Linked DNA regions of Mus musculus: regions 1, 2 and 4 are each linked to region 3. The links are chromatin contacts, called in public HiChIP or PLAC-seq and promoter capture Hi-C maps. All regions are on one chromosome and are shown on one strand. Each heading gives the region's core, a stretch centred on a gene start, on an enhancer-like site or on the middle of the called end of the contact. The rest is flanking DNA. Distances are from core to core; before and after follow the strand shown. Region 1 holds the start of Eif3c (eukaryotic translation initiation factor 3, subunit C). Region 2 holds the start of Sh2b1 (SH2B adaptor protein 1). Region 3 holds the start of Qprt (quinolinate phosphoribosyltransferase). Region 4 holds the start of Apobr (apolipoprotein B receptor).

Evidence for each region. HiChIP or PLAC-seq counts read pairs in DNA pulled down with a chosen protein or histone mark. Capture Hi-C pulls out chosen DNA fragments and counts their contacts.
Region 1: a contact with region 3 is called in a promoter capture Hi-C map of adipose tissue, with 2.7 times the contacts expected there. The contact joins the promoter of Eif3c here to the promoter of Qprt in region 3. A contact is called at or near these places in 8 of 39 promoter capture datasets (the 3T3-L1 cell line, the HPC-7 cell line, embryonic stem cells and 3 more), 1 of 15 datasets of contacts at CTCF or cohesin (large pre-B cells), 3 of 484 Hi-C or Micro-C datasets (cardiomyocytes, cortical neurons and nephron progenitors), 3 of 115 datasets of contacts at active chromatin or transcription factors (astrocytes, embryonic basal ganglia and kidney) and 3 of 9 other capture datasets (adipose tissue, macrophages and pancreatic islet).
Region 2: a contact with region 3 is called in an H3K27ac HiChIP or PLAC-seq map of embryonic stem cells, with 3 times the contacts expected there. The contact joins the promoter of Sh2b1 here to the promoter of Qprt in region 3. A contact is called at or near these places in 3 of 39 promoter capture datasets (hippocampal neurons, liver and stem cell-derived epiblast-like cells), 1 of 15 datasets of contacts at CTCF or cohesin (large pre-B cells), 2 of 484 Hi-C or Micro-C datasets (the N1E-115 cell line and cortical neurons) and 5 of 115 datasets of contacts at active chromatin or transcription factors (embryonic forebrain, embryonic stem cells, large pre-B cells and 1 more).
Region 4: a contact with region 3 is called in a promoter capture Hi-C map of liver, with 3 times the contacts expected there. The contact joins the promoter of Apobr here to the promoter of Qprt in region 3. A contact is called at or near these places in 12 of 39 promoter capture datasets (the 3T3-L1 cell line, the C10 cell line, the HPC-7 cell line and 8 more), 1 of 15 datasets of contacts at CTCF or cohesin (large pre-B cells), 6 of 484 Hi-C or Micro-C datasets (the N1E-115 cell line, cardiomyocytes, cortical neurons and 2 more), 9 of 115 datasets of contacts at active chromatin or transcription factors (astrocytes, embryonic basal ganglia, embryonic forebrain and 5 more) and 3 of 9 other capture datasets (adipose tissue, liver and pancreatic islet).

Annotation. Positions count from the first base shown.
Region 1 is chr7:126,564,512-126,569,560 of GRCm38.p6, reverse strand. It overlaps Eif3c (eukaryotic translation initiation factor 3, subunit C), which reads left to right and starts at 3,195. Exons shown (of 21, transcript NM_146200.1): 1 at 3,195-3,213; 2 at 3,342-3,482; 3 at 4,793-4,858; 4 at 4,956-5,049. The coding sequence starts at 3,382. It overlaps Gm25579 (a small nuclear RNA gene), which reads left to right and starts at 2,412; the gene lies at 2,412-2,517.
Region 2 is chr7:126,471,688-126,476,723 of GRCm38.p6, reverse strand. Sh2b1 (SH2B adaptor protein 1) reads left to right here and starts at 1,594. Exons shown (of 9, transcript NM_001289541.1): 1 at 1,594-1,728; 2 at 3,630-4,651; 3 at 4,923-5,024. The coding sequence starts at 3,713.
Region 3 is chr7:127,119,556-127,124,969 of GRCm38.p6, reverse strand. It overlaps Qprt (quinolinate phosphoribosyltransferase), which reads left to right and starts at 2,941. Exons shown (of 4, transcript NM_133686.1): 1 at 2,941-2,997. The coding sequence starts at 2,985. It also overlaps a transcript of Spn not described here.
Region 4 is chr7:126,581,334-126,586,299 of GRCm38.p6, reverse strand. Apobr (apolipoprotein B receptor) reads right to left here and starts at 1,292. Exons shown (of 4, transcript NM_138310.1): 1 at 1,232-1,292; 2 at 1-924. The coding sequence starts at 1,288. Cln3 (ceroid lipofuscinosis, neuronal 3, juvenile (Batten, Spielmeyer-Vogt disease)) reads left to right here and starts at 483. Exons shown (of 18, transcript NM_001146311.2): 1 at 483-1,005; 2 at 2,020-2,126; 3 at 2,853-2,997; 4 at 3,204-3,300; 5 at 3,458-3,536; 6 at 4,558-4,654. The coding sequence starts at 3,255.

The sequences.
Region 1 (5,049 bases), core at 1,946-4,445, 560 kb after region 3:
AAGAACGACGCTGCAACAGGATCCTTCTGCACACGTTTATTGGGAGAGCTTGATTGCAGAGGCGAAGAGACCCCGAGCCCAGAACTGGTGCTGCTTATATAGGCCTAGGAGAGGCGGGTCTCACACCCGGATTGGTTATGCACTATACCTCATTTGCATGTTCCTCATCTGATTGGTTATACTTGCAGAACCTCATTATCGTGCCCGGGCCAGGCAGTGTCTTGGCAAAAAACTTTACTGCATATGTACACATTGGTTGTTTGCCCAAACTTATGCGTGGTGGCCAGCAGTAGCCAGCGCCACTCTGCAACGGCACATGTGGCTTCCCACACTGTTCCATCTGGTCTAATGGAGACCTCCTACTGTCTTCTTTCTTCTTCTCTTTCCTTCCTTCTTCCTCTTATGGCCCCTACCTGGGAACCCTGCGTGGTAACGGAACGCTCCCCCCTCCCATCTCTATGCTTCCTAGGGGCTGGCTGTAGCCACTTTAATTTAACCAGTCAGAAAAGATTGGTGAGTAAAATTCATAAGACATCATTGGGTGTGAGAATGTGCTCATCAGACTGCCACCTGTGGGCCAAGATTTAGCATTTGAATACGTAGCAGCACCAGACCAACCCCCACCAGTCTAGCCAGCAATATGTGCTGGGGCAAAGGTGGCACAGAACTCATGGAAGTGACCAACCAATTCCTGGTCCAACTTGAGACCCATGCCATGAGAGGAAGCCCAAAGGCTTGGAACCAGACACTGGAAAGCCAGAGACCTATGATAGAACCAAACATAATTGGAAGAAAAATAAAATGTCAATGAAATGATTCCTAATGATATTCTGCTACACTTGTAGACAGGAGCTTAGCATAATCGTCATCTGAGAGGCTTCATCCAGCAACTGATAGGAGCAGATGCAGAGATCTACGGCCAAACATTAGGAGATGCTCAAGGAATCCAACAAAAGAAAGGGTGGAAGGATTGTAGGAGCCAAAGGATCAAGGGTACCACAAGAAAACAGCCCACGGAATCAACTAAGCAGGGCTCATAGGGGTTCACAGTACTGGCTATTCTCCATGTGTGTGTGTGTGTGTGTGTGTGTGTGTGTGTGTGTGTGTGTGTGTATGTGTGTGTGTAGGGGGGGTTGGTTTGGTTTTGTCTTGGTATAGCCATAGTGAGTGTGGCATCTCCTTCTGGTTTTGATTTGCATTTCCTCTATTAGTAAAGATATCGGACATTTAAAACTGTTGTTGTGTGTAGAGTTCACAACATAATCACATGTGTGAAGGATTTAGAGGTGTGACCTTGCCAGGCTTGATGGTGCATGCCTTTAACCCCAGCACTCCAGAGGGAGAAGTTGGAGGTTTTCAGAGCTCAAAGCTAACCTGGTTATGAGGCAAATTCCACTAGGACAGCTGAGGTTATAAAGAGAAACCCTGTCTTGGAAAAAAAGAAAACAGAAAAAAATAGGTGTGGCCTTGGAGGAGGTGTATGTCTGGATCCCACACTCTTCCCAGTTCTCTCTGTGTGTCTCTCCCCCTCTGCCTCTTTCTGTGTCATCTCTCAGCTTCTGCTCTGGCGCCATGGCTGCTGTCATGTCCCTGCCCGGTTGATCATGGACTCATCCTCTGAAACTGTAATCCCCAGTGAGGTCTTTCTTCTATACGTTGCTTTGCTTTTGCATGGTTTCTTCATAGCAACAAAAACGGACCTAATCCTGGAAGCTGAACTCTGGCAGGCAACATGCATACACAAGAGACTGGCACTGGGGCCACGCTGAGGTAGGCACACAGACATGCATACACTGCCAGCAGGCTAGCAGGCTAAGGTGAAGCCTCAGGCCTCTGACCTCAAGGCCGTCTTTATATAAAACCCACCCAACAGTGCCATTTTGCTAGAATTATACTTCACTGTTTATTTTTGGGCACCCCAGACATCAGTTGGTGAAATGCTTGCCTAGTATGGATCTAGACCCTGGGTTCCATACCCAGTACTACAAAAATCTAGGCCTTGTATGTTGCAAAGGCCACTAGGAATTGGGGGAGGTGGGAGGTGGTAGGGTGGTAGTCAGGGGAGGTGGTCAGAAGACAACTATCAGGAGTTGTTTTTTCTATTCTGTGGCCATAGGGAACTAACTCAAGTTCTTACGCTTGGTGACAAGTGCTTTTTCATCTGAAACACCTCGTGGGTCCAGTGGCTAGCTAGTATATGCTCATTCTGCACAAGGTACTGTCCCACACACATCATATGTTCTCATTTTATTTTCCTAATATCAAATGAACAAGTGCTATTATTCCCCTTTGTTTGTAGCACAGGGAGAAGAGCAGAGAGAGATTAGAAGTTAGAAAGTTTGCCTAAGAAAACGGTAAAGACAGGATTCCAACACTCAAGATCTATGAAGTTTGCTTAAACCTGAGAAACCATGCTCTCTTCTGAAGCATATATATTAAAATTGGAAAGATAAGGTAAGATTAGTATGGCCCCTGCACAAAGATGTCACACAAATTTGTAAAGCGTTCCGTATTTTTAAAATCCTTTTCTAAAACAAAACAAAACAAAACAAAATGACAACAACGACACTCCTCCAAAACCTCGCAGGACATCGGCATCAAGCTGACACCAGCCCTTAGATTCTTACTCTGAAGTTAAGATGGGCGGCCAGAATACTTTTTGTTTTTTTGTTTTTTTTTTTTGTTTTTTGTTTTTTTTTTCGAGACATAGTTTCTCTTGGCTGTCCTGGAACTCGCTCTGGAGACCAGGCTGGCCTCGAACTCAGAGATCCACTTGTTTCTGCCTCCTGAGCGCTGGGATTAAAGGTGTTGAGCCACCTCCGCAGGCTTCAGAGCTTAGCTTTTTTTTTTTTTTTTTTTTTTTTTCTTTTTTTTTGGCCCAGTCTGGCCTTGAACCCATGATCCTCCTGCTTCACCCTTTCTAGTGTAGGGAATTACAGACGTGCACCATGGGGCGGTTACTAAATTCTATATTGTCAGTCTTGCAGCCTAGTCCGGGCGGTCCTAGTGAGCAGCCAGTCAGTCTTAGTTTAGATAAGATTTAGAACCTCGGCTACTAATTCGTCCCAGGCCGTGTATAGCGCAAAGGCCACTGGGAATTGTAGTTATTTAGCGCATTCTTTGGTGCTTCCGGGAAGTGACGCCCCCCCAACCTTTTCCTCTTCCGGCGTCGTGCCTGTCTCACCTGCTCAGAGGGACTCGGCAGCTTAGCTGGTTCGTGTCTCTTGGGCCTCGTGCTCCGTGGAGGGCAAGGGGGAGGCCGTGCAGGCGGGAACGGGGGTCCGGGTCGGGAGATGGTAGCCGCGGTTGCCCCCAAACCCTGACGCCGCGGGTTTCCTCAGGTTCCGGCCGCGAGCGCCTCAGCCCTTCAGCGCCGTCGCCATGTCGCGATTCTTCACCACCGGCTCGGACAGTGAGTCGGAGTCGTCCCTGTCCGGGGAGGAGCTCGTCACCAAACCGGTCTCCGGGAACTACGGCAAACAGTGAGCTGGGGGCGCGGAGGGGACGGGTTTGGCGGGCTGCGGGGGCTCGGGTGGGCGAGCGGAGCCATGGGCTGGGCGCGTCTGAGAAAGGAGCTCTCGCAGCGAGCTGGGGGAGCCCTCGGCGTCCTCGGTACCGAGGAGGAGGAGAGGTTTTCCGTTGCTTAGTATTGCATCAGCTCTTAAGGCCTCCAAGTCTGCAGCCTCGTAACTCCTGCCCACATTCCATCTCTCGCATCCCTTCCCGCCCCTTGACTGTGGCTTTCGGAAACTCCCCGTATCGTAAATCTTCCCACTAAGCTTAGTCGTTATGATTTGTACTCATGGAGGGAAACCCTCAGTGCTTGGTTAGTTTGGCCCTGAAATCCGGTCGTTTGGCTCTGCGTGCCAAATGCTAAACACTGCTGTGTTCATCTTTATTTACTGTCTTTTTCTCGATCTCTGTAAATTAAAACTTTTTGAACTTTGAAACAGTTCTCAAAACAACATTGTTTTTGCTGTGTACCTGAAGGGTTTTAAGACATACTTACCTCCACAGAGACTTTTTTTTTTTTTTTTTTTTTTTGGTTTTTCAAGACAGGGTTTCTCTGTGTAGCCCTGGCTGTCCTGGCACTCACTTTGTAGACCAGGCTGGCCTCGAACTCAGAAATCCGCCTGCCTCTGCCTCCCGAGTGCTGGGATTAAAGGCGTGCGCCACCACGCCCGGCGCTCCACAGAGACTTGTAGAGAATTGTAGATGAATATCCAGACATATCCATGTGACTGCGATAGCATAACACTGTCCAAAGTGGAAAAACTATCACTTGTCCCATATTAAAAAAAAATTGTCAGGAAAAGTTAATACCATGGAAAGAAAATAATAGAGACACTGTTGCTAACTGAATGCTTTCACCCATTATTGAAAAAAATACAATCAAAGAGAGTGTTAGAATTCACCAAAACTAGTGGCCTCTCCTATTTTGGGAAATGTTTCTTTTTAGAATCTGGCTAGGTACCAGCTCCTTGGAGCTTTTCCCATTTGTTAGAGTTAGGGGGCCTTTTGTCTGCTGCTTTCTTAGGTACTTGTAGCCATATGTGCTGTTAGACAGTTGTCTCATACAGTCTATAAGCCTTCTGTTACTTGTTCTTGGGGACATTCTTGTAGATACTGTCAGGGTTTACAAGAGACCTCATTTAGAGTTGCAGCTGCTTAAGATGAGTATGAAGAACAAGGATCAGAGAAGAAGATGGTATGCATGCCTCGGTTCTCATCTGATAAGAGAAATAACACTAGCTAAGACTGAAGGGTAATGGTCTCTGTTCCTTTCATACAGGCCTTTGTTACTGAGCGAGGATGAGGAGGATACAAAGAGAGTTGTCCGAAGCGCCAAGGACAAGAGGTGAGGCTGTCGTAGGTTAGGGGTTAGGGGGAGTGATGGTATTGTTTTCTCCATGATAGACAGACACAGCCAATCTGGTATTGAACTTCCTACCCAGGTTTGAGGAGCTGACCAACCTCATACGAACCATCCGTAATGCCATGAAGATTCGAGATGTCACCAAGTGTCTAGAAGAGTTTGAGCTCCTGGGA
Region 2 (5,036 bases), core at 345-2,844, 650 kb after region 3:
TCTTCTGGGTCACTTGCCTCTGGGTTCCAGGATAGCACTTGATCTAGTCAGCTAGTTGGCTTTGGAGATTTTTAATTTTTTTTTTTTTAAATTTTGAGACATGGTTTTCATTGTTTATCCCTGGCCATCCTAGAACTTGCTGTATATACCAGGCTGGCTTAGAACTCAGATATCCACCTGCCTCAGCCTCCAAAGTGCTGGGATTAAAGGCATTGCTCCTTACTGCCTGGCTTAAATTTTCCAAAATTAATATTATTTTATCTTATATGTGCGTTTTGCCTGCCTGCGTGTATGTACGTGTCCCTGTTGAGGTCATAAGGCATCAGATCCCCTGGAGCTGGAGTTATAGTCAGTTCTGAACCACCATGTGGTTGCGGGGCCTCTGCAAGAGCTGCTAGTCTTTTAATCACTTAGCTCTCTTTCCAGCAGTGTGACTTATTTACATTTTATTACCACTTTGTTTATGTGTATGTGATGGGGGGGGGGTATCACACATGTGTGGTGTGTGTGCCATGTTCTAAGTCAGAAGCCAACTTTCCAACATCCTTTCTCTTTCCACAGTGGGTTATGGGGAGGGAATTCTGGCTAATCAGGTTTGCATAGAAAACACAAGCACTTTTACTGAAAAGGCATCTCACTAGCCTAATTCTGAAAATTTTATTGATGATCTTAGAAAGAGTGATACTCCTTACACTGAGTTGCTTAACTATTAGGATTTAAATTTGAATCTATGGAAAACCATCTTGCCACACCAAGAAGACTAGAGCCCCTCTGTGGGTGAAAGCGACCGACCGCACGAGTAGAGTACAATCACAGATGACAAGCTATAGACATAATCTTTTGGGCCCTGTCAATGATCCCAATCTACTCTGGCCTTTTCAATTACTTCAGCTGTAGTGACGCTGGATCAATGCGAGCTTGGGTTGCTAGAAGGTATTTGTGCGCAAGGTCTCAACAGCACTTTGTACCTTACTTCGTCATCCCTCTAACTTGCCCTGAAGCCTCTCTTGAACTTCAAGCTCTATCTCTATGTACCTACTGATGACCCGCAAGCATGTCCAAAACTGACCTCACTATTGCTGTCCCAACTTTAGTTCCCGTCTAAGGTAGAGCCCTCCAGGACCACCTTGTCCCTTTCCCCTAAAAGACCAAGGTCGTTAAGTTCAGGCTCCGCCCACTCCACTCGGCCTCCCAAGGTCACCGCTACATCGCTCGCCAGATCCCTGGGGGCGGTGTCCGTGTACCCCTCGATGCAGGGCCAGGCGCTCTAGGCTGCAGCCAGCTCTTCAAAGAGCTTTATCATCTCGCTGATTTCTTTTAGTGGGCGGCTACTCTCTCCGCTCAAGTGGCTTCTCTATGGTTAACTTCTCGCCTTTGTCTAGAATTTGCTTCGGATGACGGACCCAACGCCTTCCCACAGCTGCCTCAGTGGTTCCTTTTAGGTACAACTGCCGAAGCCACGGGAGCTTAGTGAGACCTGTGTTGGCGTAGCTCCTGAAAACCTCGGCGCCGAGAACGATGGCGGAAGTGAATACGAAGGTGCCCTCCTTCTTACTGCTCTTCTCTATGGTCGCTTCCTTCCGCGTCGGGGAACCCGTCCCAGCGCCTGCGCAGAAGCGCGTGCTGGGAGCCCGTCGCGGAGGCGGGGGGCACAGGGAGCGGGAGCTGCGGCCGTCGCCGCCGCCGCCGCTGCCGCCGCCGGAGCTAAGCGCGGGGACCGAGATGCAGGTGGGACCGGAACCGGAACCCCCCTCTTCAAGTGCCTCTTTCCTCTCCGGACTCGACCCTGTCGTCTGAGAAGCCTGGGCGGGGGTGGGCGTGGGGGCTCGGGGCTGGAGGGGTGCTCGGCTCCCGAGAGGGCAGCAGATAGTTGGTCCCTCGGAGGCTCCGGCCCAGGGGCTTGTGGAGGGTGTCCAACGACTAGGATCGGGTCCGAGTGATTAACCACGGGGCCCGGAGGGTCCGAACCTGGAGCGCAGCCTGCACCCTCCACCACCCGCCCTTCTGGAATGTCAGAACTAAGCCAAGAGGCAGGTGCACCGGAAAACTGTGACTGAGCCGTCTTGGCAGAAGAGAAACTGAGTCACCAGTCCAGGAACCGCAGGGTCAGCGGGCCTGAAGGGGGCTGGGTCGGCCAGTAGTGCTGAGGGCTGGGTGGGCCTGTGTGAGCCGAGGTAGCCTCTGGCTGGGGACTGTCTCTGCCGTGCCTGCGCCTCTTGGCCCCGATTCCCCTGTGCTCTGTGACTCCCGCATCTCCTGGCTGCTTCTCCCTGGTTTGGAGTTGTCCCTGTGGTTGGAGCCATCGGAGTATGTAGGAAAGGCCAAGGAGGAAGGGGAGGGGGGGGGGGTCTCTGACTTGCAGCTTGGTTGTAGGCTTGATGAAGAGGCTGGCATCACTGATAGTTTGGGTAGACTTTCCTGAGCCGTCCAGAGGTGTCTCCTTTCAGTCGATCATAGGGCAGGACCACTCACCAAAGAGCCACCGGTTGTAAATTACATATGGAGCTCTGTCACTTTCTAGCTGTGATGTAAGAGTTGGGGCACCCGCAGAAGCGCTTCCTTTCTGGAGCGCAAATGGGACCCATCATACTGTCCTCCCCCATAAAAAATAGTTACAGTGGCAGTGATGTCTTGTGTGCTTACTGTGGAAAGCATAGACATGTTCCTTGTCATTTCATTTCTCCTGACAACTGTAGCAGGTAGCGGTTAGTAACTGTGTTTTACAGAGACAAAAGCTAGGTTCACACAGCTAACAGGTGGACTGAGCTGGGGCTTGAGTCCAAAACTCACAGGTACACTCCCCAGGGAGTGAAAATTCCTGAGCCCCGGCTCCGTGCGATGCCTTACTTCTGTGGCTAGTAAAGACTTGTCCTGACCCAACACACCATCTCTTTTTCTCTAGCGCTGCTATCACTCAGCCCTAGACTGTAGGGGCAACCCAGAGATTGGCCTTCAGCCAATCCAAGTCTTCCCACAGGGCTTAAGTGCTGGGTTATAGGATCAGCTTCGAAGACAACTGAGCCTTCAGTCCAACTTCCACTCATTGGACCTATGATGCAAGGTCTTTAAAGGGTGTAATCCCTGCACCCTTTGGTCCCCTGAGAACAGAGCAGTGGGAGCTGTGGTCGAGGCTGGTCCAGCATATCCCTGGAGACTAGAACTGTGCAGTGGGAAATGCGGTAGACTCTGAGTTCTGGAACTTGTTTGAATCTCTGTTTGAATCTCCGTTTCCTCATCTGTAAGAGGTTAGTAAGTTGTCTAAGGAAAGGTAAAATGACCTTGTAGAGCCCTCTGGAATGGCACACTTAAAATGTGTGATAGTTAGGGAAGGTTTTGTCTTAGAGAAGGGATGGCAGTGATCTTAAGAGTCCCCTGTGGGGTAAGATGCTCCAAGGCCCTTTCCTGGGTCCCACAACAGGGAGAGGGGTGACAAAGGCAGCAGGATTGGGCTTAGCATCCTTCATCCCTGGGGTATATGAGGGTTATTGATCTTGAAGAGGGCAAAACAGTTTAGTTCTCTTCGCCTGTTGCTCTCTGAGGAGCCTGGAGGGGAGTCCCTGGCCTGGGCTGAGATATAACTCAATCTCACTTCTACAGTAACTCAGTGTATGTGCCTCTTCTTTCTACAGCTGTTGCCGCACATCCCGTGTCTTCTGGCTGCTTCCCTATTTGTTCCCCGCAGGCTTCCCTTGTCCTCCTCCTGGGGCCCATCATGAATGGTGCCCCTTCCCCAGAGGATGGGGTCTTCCCTTCTCCGCCAGCGCTGCCACCACCCCCTCCCCCAAGTTGGCAAGAGTTCTGTGAGTCCCATGCGAGGGCAGCTGCCCTGGATCTTGCCCGACGTTTTCGCCTCTACCTGGCCTCCCACCCACAGTATGCAGAGCCGGGAGCAGAGGCCGCTTTTTCTGGCCGTTTTGCTGAGCTCTTCCTGCAGCACTTCGAAGCCGAGGTGGCTCGGGCCTCGGGCTCACTCTCCCCACCTGTCCTGGCTCCATTGAGCCCTGGTGTGGAAATCCCACCATCACACGACCTGTCCCTTGAGAGCTGCAGGGTGGGTGGGCCCCTAGCAGTGTTGGGCCCTTCTCGATCTTCTGAGGACCTGGCTGGCCCCCTTCCTTCCTCAGTCCCTTCCTCTACAACATCCTCAAAGCCAAAGCTCAAGAAGCGCTTCTCCCTCCGCTCAGTGGGCCGTTCAGTCAGAGGCTCTGTTCGAGGCATCCTGCAGTGGCGGGGTGCCGTTGACTCGCCCTCCCAAGCTGGGCCTCTGGAGACCACATCCGGCCCTCCAGTTCTAGGTGGAAACAGCAACTCCAACTCCTCGGGTGGTGCTGGGACAGTTGGTAGGGCATTGGCTAATGATGGCACATCCCCTGGGGAGAGATGGACTCATCGATTTGAGAGGCTGAGGCTAAGTCGTGGAGGGGGAACCCTGAAAGACGGAGCAGGAATGATACAGAGAGAAGAGCTGCTGAGTTTCATGGGGGCTGAAGAGGCTGCCCCTGACCCAGCAGGAGTGGGTCGTGGAGGAGGGGCAGCTGGGCTGACCTCAGGAGGAGGAGGGCAGCCTCAGTGGCAAAAGTGTCGCTTACTGCTCCGGAGTGAAGGAGAAGGAGGAGGAGGAAGTCGCTTGGAGTTCTTTGTACCACCCAAGGTGAGCCCACAGGAAGGTGGGTAGCTGAAAGTGACAGTGGCTGGAGAGGAGGCTCAGCTCTGCAGATAGCTGTGGGGTTACTAACCCACATACACAATATTGCTGTCCTGGGTTCAGTGCTAACTGTGGGCTCTCAGTTGCCATGGGGGGATCTGAGACCAAAGAACTATTACTTTTTCACCTTACCTAGGAAGGAAGGGTAGGTGAATGGAGGGAGATACAGTTAGATTTGACACACCAAAAACTGATTCTTCTTCCCTTTCCCGCGTAGGCGTCCCGACCCCGTCTCAGCATTCCCTGCTCTACTATTACTGATGTCCGCACAGCCACAGCCCTAGAGATGCCTGACAGGGAGAACACGTTTGTGGTTAAGGTAGGAACCCCA
Region 3 (5,414 bases), core at 1,692-4,191:
GTGTTCTTAACTGCTGAGCCATCTCTCCAGCCCATTGCAACCTACTTTTAATAAGGGTTCAACCACCCAGCAGAAGTAGTGGAAGAGAAAATTTATTAGGATATGGAGGAAGTGGATCTGTTCAGCTATAGCTCTTTGGGGGCAAGCTCGATCTTCTTAGGCAGCAGTTCAGTCCTGTAGCAAACACCAAACACGACCAGCAGCTGCAGACTGGTCCTCTAGGCAGGCAGACACCAGACATGAACCAGCAGCTGCAGTCCAGTCCTTTCAGCAAGCAGACACCAGGCAGCTGTAGTTCAATCCTGAAGAAACCGCCAGGCTCATCAGCTGGCCTGAGGCAAGGCTGTGGCATCAGCAAGCTGCCACAGGAACCTCATGAGCAGTTCTTGGGTGAGTTTCTCTCAATGGTTGCCATATGACAAAGTGAGCTCAACAACACTGTAAGGCGAACCAATACATGCGAAGAAAATTGAGGTGGAGCAAACCAAACTCCTCCCACTGTCTGTGGGCCATATTTCTATGCCTTCATCACAGGTCCTTCCACCTGTCTGCTATATCCAAGCATCCTTTCACTTGTGTCTACTCCAGCAAAACATCACTTGACATAACTAACTTTCCAAAACAAAACAAAACAAAACCTAGATGTTTCCATTTCATCTTTCTGCCCAGATCTTTTTGTTTTTGAGATGGGAGGGTCTTACTATGTAGACCAAGCTGACCTCCAACTCAGAGATCCACCTGCCTACCTCTGCTCTCTGGGTATGGGGTTTAAAGCTGTGTAGTTCCATATCTGGCTCACAGACTTTTTTAAAAAAAGATTTTTTAAAGATGCTCCTTCTGCCTGCCTTGGGATCAAGATGTAGAACTCTCAGTTCCTTCTCCAGCACTATGTCTGCCTGGGTACTGCCATGCTCCTGCCTTAATGATAATGGACTAATCTTTGAAAGTGCAAGCCAGTCCCAATTAAATGATGTTCTTTATAAGAGTTGCCTTGATCATGCTGTCTCTTCACAGCAAAGGAAACCCTGACTAAGACACACTATAACATCAGAGGTCATATCTTATCCACAGGGCAGTGTTACTGCTGGCAAACAGCTGATCCCACTGGCCGGTCCCAGGGACCTACTGGCTGCTTACATCATTACCTGCCACCACCAGGTGTGCCAGGTATGAGCTCCCAGACACCCCAGATCCTTCTCTGTGTCTTCTTTCTGCTCTCTCTGCCTTGTCTCATGTTTCTTTCTCCTATTCCCTTTCCTTGTCTGTCTGCCTGTCAGTTTGCCTCTATCTCCTTCATGTTCTCTCCTCCCCAATAAACCTCTTATACTAGATCTGTTTTGTGGAGTAATTTCTCATGGGAACCTTGGCATGAGTCAAGGGTACCCTACCACTCTCGCTTGCATCTATCCTGTCAGTTACAGCGTGATGGGTCCAGCACTAGGTAAGATACATGTCTTTCCCCTCCCAGAAGCCTGTATGGCATTGTGCAGGCTAGCCAACAGGGAGAAAGTTTCCTGGTCAGCTCAAGGTTAATTTTGTTATGTTCTGCATTAGGAGTGGTATTCTCAGCAATCGAGTCTCACCCTGTAGTTACGGTGCACAGCCAAGAGCAATAGCAGTAGTGTGCTGTTTTCGGAGCATCTGGAGCCTTACTGACCAGTAACTCACAGGGAGAGGGCTCACCCCGGCACTGAGGTTCTCATTTAATAATTCATGTCTTCTGGGAAGCACTCATGCAGGGTACTTCTGCTCAACTCCCTATTTAAAAAATATTATATATTTAAAAATAGCTTTCAGAACAGTGGGTTCCTGCAATGCTTCCTCATATACGCTTAGTTTGGGCTTCCCTTCCCCCCACCCTTTTCTGAATCTCTTTTCTTCACTTTAACCCTGAGTCTCTCTCTCTCTCTCTCTCTCTCTCTCTCTCTCTCACTCTCTCTCTCTCTCTCTCTCTCTCGTTTCACATCTCAGTGTTCTACTATCTTCACTAATAGTTTTTTCTTGGGTTGGAAGATGGTTTCCCTATAGCTTTTTCATATACCTTTTATTTTGGCTAACCTTGCTCCCTCCCCCAGGTTTGACCCTTCCCCATTCCATCCTTCTCTACTTTATTTCCCTGACCCAGCCCTTAGGTATCCACCCTTGTGGTCCATCTCTAGTTTTCTGGCTCCCACGTGTACTCCAGGTTAAACATACATGACCAAAGATTTAGAGCTAGGAGCCACATATGATCCAGAACATGCAATATTTCTCAGTCTGCTACAAAGTCACTGATGCTACAGTCTCCTCCGTCACCCTTAGGGCCTCATCCAAAACCCCTCCTCCAAATTTCTATAAATTTGGGGGGGTAAGTTTTCAACACACTGACTTTGGGGGAGCACATTCAGACTGCAGCTCTCAGGAAAAGTGGGAGGGATGAGGGGATATTTGTGGGGTTCCTACTCTGTCCCTCAGAAAATTTGAGATAAAAAGAGAATGGGCCGCATGTGCTTGTGCGCGCTTTAATCCTAGCACGGGCTGGGGACACAGGAGGTGGATCTATACAGTGAGAGCCTCTCTCTGGTGGGGTTAGGGAGAACGGAATTGGGGCTTGAGTGCAGGTCTGGGATCCACGATTTTCCCAGCACACCACTAACAAGGCTTTCCGGCCCTCATAGGAGAGTGAGGTCCGGCATTCATGGCCCTGCACTCCGAGGGAGCTCCAGCAGGGCTGGAAGTGGAGAAAACAGGGCCTGTTTGGTGCCAGAGGAGTCAGAATTTCTAAGTGCTCACAGCTGAGCACTTCCCACTGATTCTGGGGTTCGCAGTGGGGCTGGCTCAGCGAGGGTCCAAAGAGGTGTACCGTGAGGGCTCTTAGGAAGGACTGACCCAGCTCGGCCCCTCCCTCCCCTCTCTCTGGCAGCCCCACCCCCAGCCTCAGCTTCTGGGAACATTCGACCTGAACTGTGGTGAACACACTGACCCGCTGGCTGCTCCAAGTCACCATGGACCCTGAAGGTGACCTAAGTCTCTGCTCTGTGTTCCTGTTTTCTATGTCCCCTACTGCCCGTCCCTCTTCCTATTTCAGCCATCTGCCTCCCTCTCTCTTCTCTAAAGAACCCCTTGTGGCCTCTCCTTGGATCTTGTTCCCAAGTCCGCTTCTCTCTGTCTTGTTTGAACCTCCAAAATCCTCCTCTTGCTTCGCGGTTCTTTCTGTGTTGAGCCCTACGGAAGGGCAGAAGCTTGGGAACAGAATGGATGGGGTTGCTCTGCTGGGGTCAGATGGACTGGTAGTGGGAGTTTGGAAAGGGGAGCAGCCCTGGACTCTGTCCCTTGTTAGCAGCCAAGAGAAGCGGAGGCAAAGTCCGGTCTCATCCCTGTAGAGTGTGGGGGGCGGGGAGGGGATGAAGTCGGAGACTGCGCTCAGGCCGCAGAGTCTGGCTTGGGACTCACAGCACCTGCTTGAGCCTAGAGTGCATCAAGGACAGGCTGCAGGGCCATCGGAAGACTTCTACAGCCTCACAGCCTCTTTTTCTTGCAGTAGCATTGGGTCTGGGGTGTAGCTCAGTGGTCGACACTTGCGCAGCATGCTTAAGACCTTCCACCCTAGTAGGTTTGCCGCTCTTATTTAAATCTTTTGTGTTTCCCTTTCCTCCCTGGGGCCTCCTCCCCCATCCTCCCCACTTTCCTGCCGGTTTGCATGCAACTCCTCTGGCCTGCCTGTGGAGCCTGCTCTGGATTTGTAGGTCTGGCTAGAATCTGGGGAGTTGCCTGTGCTGATCGGGCTGGCCTCAAACTTACCGAAATTTGCCGCCGGCCGCCTGCCAAGTGCTGGGATCAAACCCGTGTGTTCTGCCTGGTCTGCCTTTCCCTCCTAACATTAACACTGCCCTGGATTTGAGGCCAGGGGATTCACAGCTGTGGGAACCCTGGGAAGTTACCCAGAAGGATTCTAGGTTTCTGCATCTGGAAGATGCTTCAGGGTGGTAGGGAAACTCAACCACCTTTGCAAGTGTCCCGGTTCCTGAGTTCTTTACTGAGGAACTGTGGGTGGGTGTTCAGGGAGGGCATGGATGCCCAACATGAATATGAAATTCTGAGAAAATAGCCATGGATTCCCTTTTCTGAGAAAGGGGGTTCAATAATGGCATTTTTCATCCAACCCGGGTTTCTGAATTTTTAAACTTATTATTGTATGTGAGTGCATGGTGGTGGGGGTGTCAGGTGTCACAGTGTGGAGGTCAGAGGACATCTTTTCAGAGGTTGTTCTCTTCTTCTTTCCACCTTTGTACGTCTCTGGGGATGGAGCTTGGGGCCTCCTGAACTGTCTTTCCCCTCTGATTATTCATTTAGTTTTGAGACAGGTCCTCACTGTGGAGCCCTAGCTGGGCTGGAACACTCAGCAATCTTCCTGCCTATGCCTCCCGGGTGCCGAGATTAAAGGGGTGTGCCTGGTTTTGTTTATTCCTAAGACAGAGTATTTTTTTAATATTTTAAATTCTGTTTATGCATGGCAGGAGTTATGCACACATGTGTGGGGTTGCCAGATGCCATAGGCATTGGGTCTCCCTACAGTTACAGGCGGTTGTGAGCCACCTGATGTGTGTGCTAGGAACAGAACTTGGATCTTCTGCAAGAACAGTGTGGACTTAACCTTTGAGCCTCAGTGATATGCAGGGCCACATCTCCAGGGTCTTGATTCACAGCCCAACATGGCTTGCAACTCATGTAGCTCAGAGTGACCTTGAACTTACGATGAGCCCCAGCCTCCCAAGTGCTGACATTACTGGTGTGTGATCCACCACAGGCTCCAGACCCAAATTCTTAATAAGAATAAATTAAAAACCTCACATACTCAAGGATGGGGTCTCGAGAGAGGGCTCAGTGGGTAAAGTACCAGCCTTACCAGCATGAGTTCAGATTCCCCAGGACTCACACAAAAGTTAGCCTGCAATGCTCACACTCGGTGTGTTGAAGAGGCGGAGGGGTGGGAGTTGTAGGCAGATCCTGAGTTGAGCTCAGGAATGATAGAAAAACACAGTAGACATTAGCCAGGTGTGAGTTTGAGGCCAGCCTGGTCTACATAGTGAGTTTCAAGAGGATCAGAGCTACACACTGAGGTCTTGTCTTGAAAAAGAAAAGCACACTGGTCATTAGTCTCTGGCCTCTATACACAGGCTCAAATGTGTGTGCGTGCACACACGTGCACATACACACTCACACACACTCCCCTCATGGACATCTCTGTGGCCTCCCAAGCACAGAGCTTAGAGGGGACCCCAGAGTCACCTACATAAAATCCCATTTCTGACACTTGACAGCTATGCCACCTAGACCCCATACTTCACCTTGCTGTGCTCAGCTTTCTTGTTGGTAAATTAAAAATAGTGTCTTTCCCAGAGGATTGTGGGATTAAACACCTTCACAAAGGGCTG
Region 4 (4,966 bases), core at 43-2,542, 540 kb after region 3:
CTCTCTCTTCTCGTCGACCTCATCCTGCTGGTCTCCCTTGTCAGCCTCTTCTAGGACCCAGACTCTCCCAGTAGTTCCTGGGAAGTTGTCTCCTGGGTCTGACCCGTATTCTGTTCCCTGAACTCCTAGGCTATCAGCCCCCTCCCTGTCTGAGACTGTCCAGGCCTCTCTACTCAACATGGCCTGGTCCTCAGACTCGGCCCCGGGGCATTGTGTCCCCTGTGCCCTTGCCCTTTCACCATCCCTCATTGGGACCATCCTCTCCTCTTCCTTGTCAATCCCTTTGGCACCAAACCATTCGATTTCTGCAACCATGTCTTTGGCCACCCAGTCTATCTCTTTGCTGTCCTCTGTCACATGCTGCCCCTCAGTGCCAGCATTCCCCCCAGGCTCGCTGTGCCAGGTTGGCTGTGACTCCACCCCCTCGGCCATCCCTGACTCTGCTGCTCTGACCACCTCCTCCTCTTCTTCCTTCTGTTCACAGGTTCTCAGAGGCTCCCCACTGCTTGCTTCCTCTTCACCGTGCTCCCAGATCTCCTGGGCTGTATTACTGCTCCTGTCTCTGTGAGTCCCAGGCTCTGCCTCAGGCTTCAGTGGGACACTTGGCTCCTGGCCCCTGGCATCCTCAGCTGCCTTCCAGGACCCAGTGTCCTGCCTTTCTGCTTGGGGCCTTGCAGAGCTATCTGCTCTCCACCCCCAGGTCTGTTCACCAGCTAAACTTCCTTCTTGGCATCTTCTAGTCTCTTCGGGTGCTTCTACCCCCTCACTCTGGCCACTTCTAAGTCCCTCCAGTACCTCCTGGGCTTCCTCTCCTACAACCTTCCCCTCAGTCACCTCTCCCAGTTCCTCAGCTGCCTGTGTCTGCCTCTCTACTGTGGGGACTGTGTCTCCTACGAGGTAGGACACAAACGCACTGAAGGAGTCCTAGAAGAGAAGAAAGAAGAGTGAAGGCACTCAGGGGAGGTCTAACCACTTCCCCAGGAGTACACTGTTAACAAAGCCCAGGTAAGAATCAGGGATCTGGACGTCTGCTAAGGGACCCCGACAAGGCCTAGCTTGAATAAGTGGGTACACTTGTAGAGGCAGGAGATTGAAACCCAGGAAGGACTGGGCTAGGAGTCTGGCTGACTGTAGGAAAGGGAGCTCAGGCTTCAGGAGAGGCTGTAAGGGAGAGGAAAGGTGAGACTACGAGGAATGGTGGAAGTTTCGGGTATCTCTCTGCCCCTCTCACCAGTGCTCCCCTCAAAGCCTGATGTAGCCCAGGGAGACGAAGCCGGAGAAAATCCATCCTGCAGGTCTCTGTGTGTCCAGAAAGCTCACAATGACCATCCGTCCCCACCCACGAAGTCCTCCCCAGCACCCAAGACACTTCCTCTTCCCCTGACTCTCCCTGACAAATCTCCACCCCAGGCCCTGTGCACCTCCCCCCTGCTCATGGATGACTTCATGACAGGCAGGGGGATGGCTTAACAGTGTCCAGGTGACTCAGACTCGGGTGCACATCTGGAACTAAAGGGCAGAGGATCGGGCCAGAAAGGGGAAAGGGAAAAAAAAAGTGGAAACAGGAGACCTCAGAATTGGGTATGGGGGAGGGGGCATTCGGCAAGTGCAGCCTGAGTGACTCAGGTCTTGTATTCGCACCTCAGCCATTTCCGCCTCCTCCAAGCCACAGCCTTCAGTGAGAGGAAGCTAGGGTTTGTGGTTCCTGATTTATTTGGGGGAGAAGCTGTAGAAGTGAGGATAAGGCCACTGGAAGTTCTGGGTTCCCATTTTCAACGCCATTAAGATTTTTCTGGGGATGAAAGGTCTGGATTGGTGCTCAATGCCCACACCCTCACCTATGGTTATTCTTGTACTGTGGTCATGTGTCCTCACAGCTTACTGTGAGTTCCTTAAGGACAGAGGCTGCAGAATTTCTAGAGACTCGTTTGGGTAGGAGGATCCTTTTTCTCACTGTTTGAGTGATCTAGGAAGAACACCACAGGAGGGCATATTTCAAACGGCAAATCTTAATGACAGGTGGTTGAAAAGACCCGGGAGAAGTGGGCAGAGGCTGCTGGAATCCATAGCAGAGGAATAGGCTTGATGAAGAATGGTCAAGATGCTGCCCTGCCATCGAGTGGAAGGTAAGGGAAGGACTCCTTATTTGGAACTGTGAGGTGACACATTCCAACTATCCTCTCAGCCTCATTCTCCTAACTTCCAATTAGGACAAACGGCTGACATCACAGACCAGGAAAAACACCCATAGCAGCTTTCTCAGTGAACTTAGCACCTTTGCTCTATTTCTTACTGCTGAGTCTCTGAAGTCAGCTAAAAGTCTAGCCTCTGTTGCACAGTGGGGCGGAGGGACCTTGGTTTTCTCTTGTAAAACCAGGGGTTGGACAACTTTCGTGGTATTTGTTGTTCTAGGATAGTAAGGCAAAGGGGATTTAACCGTAACATCGTGAATATTGCCACAGATAATTCATAGAATGCTGTTTTGTGGGTGTTTATTTTTAATCGATCTACTCTCAGCTACTTCCCAGATGCTTATTATAGGTCTTTACAATAGGTCTGTAAGGACAACAGATAACACTTGAGGCTGGTCGCCTTTGCGCTCAAGCAGAACTTGTCCTTGGGACGTTGGGTGGGGTAGTGGGACATCCGCAGCAAAGTAGCCATAATTGTTTCAGGCAAGTAAGAGCTGCAGGAAAGAAGCTGAAGCCTTCCGCGCCATGACTAGTACTGGCAGATTTGGTCGGCGTCTAGAGCGCCGCTTTTCATGGCTCTACTTGTGGCTCCCTTCGACTCCAATTCAAAATCAGTGCTTCCAGCGTTCTCTCGAACTCTCCTTCTTTTATTCTCCGAAGTTTGAGAAGTCCAAAGGCGAAAAAGAGAAAAAAGGACCCGGAAGTAAGAAGCAACCCTCAAGCACGTGATGGAAGGCTCACGGGTACTGTCACGTGACCCCCAACCTGCTCGTCTACCTTGCGGAGAGTTCAGCTGCTCTTAAAGGTACAGGCCTGGGGGCGGGGGCTTTGCTTTAGAGGGGCAGGGGGCGGGGTCAGGCGGGTGGGGCGTGGGTGAACACGAGCTGGAGATCTGGGGATCCTTCGACGGACATGTCGTGTATAGCAGACAGCGGAACCTGGGACTGACCGCGGGGCATTGATCCTTCGCACCCACCTGTCCCAGACTTTAATCTGTTTTCTTGAAGCTAGCTCGGAACACACGCTGACTTTGGGCCCTTTGGGGGACCCGAACTCAATGTTATGGGAAGTTCTGCGGGCTCGTGGAGGCGCCTTGAGGATTCTGAGAGTGAGTGCTCTCATCGGTTGCCTTGGGAATGACCACCTCTGCCCGCGGCTCTCCCGAGGAGTTGGGATGCTGGCCCTGCCCCCTCAACACCATGCGGGATAGGCGGGGCCTTCGTGTACCCGAGTGAGTGGGGGGTCATGCTTTCTCTACCTCCCAGGGGAGGAGACCGACTCAGAGCCCCAGGCCCCTCGGTTGGATAGTCGGAGTGTCCTTTGGAAGAATGCAGTGGGTTTCTGGTAAGTGGTCTGAGAGTTGTGCAAAAGTAAAATGCCAGCTGGGCGTGGTGGCACACGCCTTTAATCCCAGCATTTGGGAGGCAGAGGCAGGCGGATTTCTGAGTTCGAGGCCAGCCTGGTCTACAGAGTGAGTTCCAGGACAGCCAGGGCTACACAGAGAAACCCTGTCTCGAAAAACAAACAAACAAACAAACAAACAAAGTAAAGTGCGATTGGAGCAAAGATGAGAGCCAAGTTGTGAAAAGCAGTTGAATACACAGATACTTAATCAACTGTGAACTTTCCAAGTTCCATTAAATTCCCACCTTCACCTATTGATCAGATCTTAGTATCTGTAGAGTTATTTATTAAATGTTTTCCTCCAGCTAACTTTGTTTTTTTTCCTCTTCCTTCCTTTCTTTCTTTCTTTCTTTCTTCCTCTTCCTCCTCCTCCTCTTCCTCTTCTTTTTCTTCTTTTTTTTGGAAAGGTCTTTAAACCCTACAAGCAGTAAGGGCTTACTTTGACCTTTCTAATCCTGCTTTTGCCTTCCAGGTGCTGCAGTTACAGGCCCTACTGTAGCACAATGCCCAGAACACCCATTGTTTCTGTTTGCAGTGCAGGGTATTAAAAGCAGGTCCTTCCCGGGCTCACGCACTGTTGTACAAGTGAGCTCTGTCTCCAGCCAATTTGCTTTTGCCAAGTTCTGAGCACAGCTCTGGGAGATGAAAATAAGAACAATATGCCCTGCTATTATTTTGGTTCCCTTGAGATCAGCAGGTGAAAATTTGTCTCCGTTTTGCACAGGAATACGCTAGATATTTGCATTGTACCACAGTGTTTCCGTTGATGAGAAATGCCCAGGGATCAGAATCTTAGTGTAAGCGTGGGAGAAATAGTGCTTAGGAGGACTTGGCACTTGGCCATGAGCTGGTCTAATCTCAAGGCCTGTTTTGATAGTGGAGAAGGAAAAAAAAAAGGTGTATCTTTAAGGACTGTAAGTGGATAGAAAGCCAGACAGTGAAGATGTGTCCTCATTTCTAGGATCTTGGGTCTTTGCAACAATTTCTCATATGTGGTGATGCTGAGCGCTGCCCATGACATCCTCAAGCAGGAGCAGGCGTCTGGAAACCAGAGCCATGTAAGTAAGCCCCTCTTCACCACCACCATAGGTCAGTAAGTGAGCCCCTCTGTACCACTACCATAGGTCAGTCCGCATGGGGAATACTAAGAACCCACTCAGGGCCAGAGGACCCCTGAAAAACTCCTAGAGTAGCTCTGGGTGGGATTGGGGAGCTAAAGGTCTTAGTCTCCCACATCCTCATGGCAGGAGGGATCTTAAAGAGAGCAACGGGTACCAGGTTGGTGAACTCACATAACTGGCTGGGTAAGACCTTATTTTGTGGTGTGTTTTGTCATTGTACCCTGTTGACATTTGAGGTCAGGTGACTGT